2 separate regions of the Danio rerio genome follow, and region 1 is linked to region 2. A link is a contact called in public Hi-C data. All regions are on one chromosome and are shown on one strand. Each heading gives the region's core, a stretch centred on a gene start, on an enhancer-like site or on the middle of the called end of the contact. The rest is flanking DNA. Distances are from core to core; before and after follow the strand shown.

Region 1 (2,769 bases), core at 228-2,727, 180 kb after region 2:
AATATAGCTAATTAATAAAATATCTATTGCTAATAATACAAACGTTATGTTGCAAATGTTACAAACTAATAAATACCTCAAATGTTATCAAAAATCACACTGTTTATATAAAAAAATGAGGTAAACGCTGTCTTCAAGTAGTCTAAACGACCAAGAAAAGCTCAAATTAATTTTAAACCACCATCAGTGTTTGTAATGAAGTTTAATATCATACATAGTTTGTTTATAATTTCAAATAAAAAAAACAATTAGCAATTTTATGAACGCAAAATAATTATGTCTAGAATCCAGATCATATTTACATAAAATAGACATCTGACATTATAAATACTAATCAAACACGAAAAAGAAGGGTGAATAAATAAATAACATATCAAAAACGTAATATGTAAATAAATCTTCAGTATATCTCTATGTTATTGAGATAAAGTTGGTTTTATATTTGCACATTCGTTCAGTGTGACATGCTCCCTATATTACTGAGGTAAAGTTGGTTTTATATTCACACATTCAGACTTTCTCCTTAATAATATAATTTCAGAAAATTATTGTTTGCTAATTCTAAATATTGAAATTACATTAACTGACATGTCTATCAGAGTGCAACATGTTTACAGTCAATTAAAAAGTGCTAATGTTGTTTTTTAGTCATACGTACATGTGATTTTAGACTAAATATTCAAAGTACCATGGTAAACAATATAGGGAGTGTGTCAATGTGTTCAATGTGTTAATATAAAACTAACTTTTCCCCTTTCCTTATATTGTTTAATAGGGATAAATTTGGTTTTTTATTTACTCCCTATATAATTATATATAGTATACTATATAGTATACTATATTGATTACCATGGTACTTTGAATATTGTCTGAAATCACATGTAAATAAACATTACTGCGATTACATGACTGTAAACAATGCTGTAATTTGATAGTCATAGGATGATAATATGATTTCACAATTTAAAATTTGCTAAGAATATTTTTGTGAAGTTTATTATTTGGAATAAAGTCCAAATGTGCGAATATAAAACTAACGTTACCTCAATCTCTATGTTAAGTATGAAGAGTAATTAGCTATACGTTGTTAATTGGTAATTGTCCTACTGAGTAACCTACACATCAGGTGCAACAAACCGATTACTACAAAACACACTTTATCAAAAACCTTACTACAAAAATGACTTACAATTATAAATATATGCGTTTTGTTAACATATTGTGTTTGTTATGGTTATAGACACATTGATGGACGCGCGCGCCCGAGTTTAACTTAACTCCTAAACTTTTCCAATTTATTCAAAGCACTCTTACCTTCATTCGCCGGAGGACTCCTCGGAGCGGACAGACCTGCACAAATCCCCAGGAAAAGCGAGGTGAGAGCGTAAATAATCCCGGCCATGAGCGCCATTCGTGCTGTAAAATAACTGTGTCTCCGTTATTCCTGTTTATTCCTCGTGCTGTCCCGCGCGACTGATGATCATCTCTTGACGAGACGCGCACTCAACGGCGGCGAGCTCTGCTGGAGGGGGCGTGGCGTTCTGGAGTGACGTCACTAACAATCAAGCTAGAAGCGGTCGATAAATTGATTCAAATTATTACTAGTCATGTTTTTGTTGTGTTTGCAGGTGTTCAATTAGATTAGAAATGCGTATAGCTGAATACAGTTGCAAATATTACTAATAAATATATTACTTGTTTAATATTTATGCGTATTGTTATCAAATTCCAAACAAATTATTCAATATTATTGTGACATATAATATAATTTGTATTGTATCCATTCATCCTATTATATTAGGATAAATAAATCCATTTATGTATTCAGGCGACAAATAACAACAATATAACAACAAATAACGACAATATATTCCCAGCTGCTTTGTGTTTTTAATCTTACAATGGCCTTAAAACATAAAACAGCAACTATTATATTAAAAAATAAATAAAATGAAATATTTTTTTCTTTTAAATTCAATGATCTTAAATATTATTTTATTAAATTGCTTATGGTGATTAGAATGCACCATTACCAATAGCAAAATATGTTCATCTCTCAGGGTAAAAGCAGTCATGGTGCGGATAACTGCACTTTGGATAAAACAAACACAAAAATGACAATATATACATATTCCAAGCCGCTTTTTTTTTCATTCTTGCAAAATATAAGGGAAATCAAACAGTCTAAAAACTGAAACTAACACTACTTAAAAAAAAAAAAGAAATTCTATTTTCTTTTAAAACTGAATTAGAAATAGCAGAAATAGCATATTCAGTAAATATTCTATCTACAATCAATATATTCTCAATACAATCAATATATATTATCTATATATAATCAATAATCTAGATGTATATACAATAATTACAACGGTTAAAATACAGATGATATATATATATATATATATATATATATATATATATATATATATATATATATATATATATATATATATACACAACAATATTTAACACTGTTAAAATAGAAATGTGATACATCTAATATGTATGAATATATTTGAATGAATATATCTTTGTTTTGACTGTTTTCAATATTGCTTAAATATGTAATAAAAAAGTGATTGAATTTTATAAAAATACAAAGAAAACATATGACTTTCTTATAAAGGAATTGTAATGCACTCTAAAGATCTATTATAATGTGAATTATAATAATTAATGCTTTTTGGCCTGTGTATAAGCTATCTATTATAATTTGATAATTAATTAGAAATATAATAAATATATTAATAAAAGTAATATGTGATC
Region 2 (3,027 bases), core at 327-2,826:
CGTTCTGGAGCAGCTGAAGAGGCTTGATAGAGTTAGCTGGAAGCCCAGCTAGTAGAGAGTTGCAGTAATCCAGTTTGGAGAGACCAAAAGCTTGAACAAGGAGTTGAGCTGCATGTTCAGATAAGAAGGGTCGGATCTTTCTGATGTTATAGAGTGCGAATCTGCACGATCGAGCAGTTCTAGAAATGTGGTCAGAGAAGTTTAGTTGGTCATCAATCGTTACTCCAAGGCTTTTCACCATTTTGGATGCAGTAATGGTTGCCCCATCCATCTGGATTGAAAAGTTATGGTGTAGAGTCGGGTTGGCAGAGAGTCGGGTTGGCAAGGCGAGAAGGGAGTTTGAGCTCAGGTAGATCTCGAGAACTCCCCTGCTGTAGTAGCTAATGAACAGATAGATAGTGACTGCTCTTGAGCGATAACTACTTACTAGGAGCAGGTCTATGGATTAGTCAATTAACTTTAGTTGCATGTTTTTTGATGGTGGGCGGAAACCGGGGAACCCAGGGGAAACCCACGTGAGCTTGGACAGATTGTGTAAACTCTGCACAGAAACGTTGGCTGGCTTGGTAAGGACTAGAACTAGTGATGTCTTGCTGTGAGGCAACAGTGATAACCCACAAACACTGAATGCATTCATGCATTTCTTCTCCGAATGTTTTCATTCACACACAACCTACATTTGTATTTTTTTTGACATAGCCTTAAGAGTATCTGACAGCTATTTTGAAATTATACTTGGCCACAAATTTCAATGGATTTCAGTGCGAAAGCTTTGTGTTTACACTCAGAAAATCTATAGACCATTTTTAAGGGATGTAAACAAAAACAAGGGTCCCAATGTGTTTCTACATTTTTAATTTCTATAGCTTCCACGAATCCAGAAGAGCCACATACTTATAATTAATGTTATGATAGTGGTATTAAGATTAAGTTATGATCGAATTGCTTCTTGGTACAGTTATGAAATAGTTCGATAACAAGCAGACGTTCATGGACCAACTGAAATAGTCTATAGAAGAAGTTTAAACTGACTATGCTAGAATATCCAAGGCATAAAAGCTCCACCCACTTTTGTAAAGGGGCGTGGAGCAGCAGCTCATTTGCATTTAAAGAGACATAAATTGCTTCAGCTTCTGCCATTTACAGCATGTTGAATTTGAAACGTCAAAGGCACAATCTTGGATACCCGAGACTTATGGTACATCTTAATAATAGGACCCCTTGAAAATCTAACAGCGAGAGAGATCAAATGAAAAGGAGAAACTGAAGTAGTCATTTTAGACGTCCATCTTAACATTAAAGACTATTGGAGCCTTCATCAGGTCTGCCTCTAGATTAATAAACAACTGACACACATTCAACTGTGTCTTCATAAAAGCCTTTCCCAGTGCCATTCATATGTGTGTGTGGTCACGTCTGTGATGCTTCACTCAATGCTCTGTCATAACATTTGCTTCAACTTGAGGTTTCCTCCCTCAAAAACAGATCCTACAACTCCAACACATCTCCACACACACACTCTTACAGGGTGCAGAAAGCTATGGAACATTAACACACGGCGAGTTTTTCCACACGTGTGTGTGTGTGTGTCAGAGTGAGTGATTGAGCGAGGAAAAGAATGACGAGTGAATGCCGGTGCTGAGTGACGGTGAAGTGTTTCAGAAATCCTGACCTCTACATGCCAGGCGCAGTTCATCAGCCGTTGTGTGTTTTTCTCTCTCAGCACTTTGACTTTCAGAGTGTGTGAGTAAACAAATACGTGTGCATTTGTGTTTTTGTAAACTTGTTGTTTTTCATGGCAAAAACACAGCTAAAGAGTTTCAGTTGCGATATTTGGCTCCTACTGGGCCATCTGGAAATAAATAATCATGTTAGTGAGTAGAGAGGTATCATTCATTCATTTATGTTCTTTTCAGCTTAGTCCCTTTATTAATCTGGGGTCGCCACAGTGGAATGAACCGCCAACTTATCTAGCATATGTTTTGTGCAGCAGATGCCCTTCCAGCTGCAACCCATCCCTGGGAAACATCCATATGCTCTTATTCTCACACACACACACACACACTATGGACAATTTAGCTTACCCAATTCACCTGTACCGCATGTCTTTGGACTGTGGGGGAAACCAGAGCACACTGATGATACCCACGCCAACACGGGGAGAACAAGCAAACTCCACACAGAAATGCCAACTGACCCAGCTGAGGCTCTAACCAGCAACCTTCTCAGGAGAGAGGTATGTTGATCATTATTAATTATAGTTATGATGTTCTTTTAGCATCCAGGTTGGAGGAAAGTCCTTACCTCAGGTGGAGTTCAAGTCTCTTGGGTGGTTGTTCACGAGTGAGGGAGGGATGAAATCTGAGATTGACAGGCTGATCGGTGCAGAGGCAGAAGTGATGTAGTCGATGTATCGGTCCATTAAGATGAAGAAGGAGCTGAGCCGAAAGGTCTGCTGATCTACGTTGCTACTCTCACCTATGGTCATGAGCTTTGGGTCATGACTGAAAGGACGAGATATCAGATACAAGACAACTGAAATGAGTTTCCTTTGCAGGGTGGCAGGGCGCACCCTAATGCTATGTTCACACCAGACGCGGAACGCGCGGATAAATCGCGCTATTCGCGCATAAATAGCCGCGTGAACATTTGAGGTTATTCGCTTCATTCGTGCGTCAAACCCCGCTTCATTCGTGCGTCAAATCTGCTTCATTCGCGTGTCAAATTCACTTCAGAACAGACGCGGATTCGCGTGATGGGCAGGGCTTCTGTCTGCCCGGTGACTGTAGCTTCATAGCTAAATGGCTAACATGGATTTTATGAAGAAAATAACAGTGTTTATGTGCTTTATGAAGACTGAAAAACAGCGTCGATACGTTTAGGGTCGTGTCTGAGTCCACTACATGCTTTCAGAGGTGCATCCAGCTCTGTGAGCTCATAAACATCAATCACGCCCCCACAAGAGCAAGCTTCTGATTGGTTAATGCGGCGCGAATGTCCGCTGAAGTTCAGATTTTCGAACTCGAG

The links. A called contact is a pair of places that touch in the nucleus more often than the background predicts.
Region 1: a contact with region 2 is called in a Hi-C map of an unstated tissue, with 4 times the contacts expected there. The contact joins the promoter of epha4l here to the enhancer-like site in region 2. A contact is called at or near these places in 4 of 18 Hi-C or Micro-C datasets (embryo and an unstated tissue) and 2 of 4 datasets of contacts at active chromatin or transcription factors (caudal fin and embryo).

Annotation. Positions count from the first base shown.
Region 1 is chr15:44,742,088-44,744,856 of GRCz12tu, forward strand. It overlaps epha4l (eph receptor A4, like), which reads right to left and starts at 1,478. Exons shown (of 18, transcript XR_012391051.1): 1 at 1,315-1,478.
Region 2 is chr15:44,559,790-44,562,816 of GRCz12tu, forward strand. No RefSeq gene overlaps it. Among named protein-coding and RNA genes, the nearest start is that of pxylp1, 42 kb to the left of the region's middle. Within about 2 kb of position 1,577, at least 3 of the 62 cell types and tissues checked have an H3K27ac peak or open chromatin away from gene starts, as enhancers often do.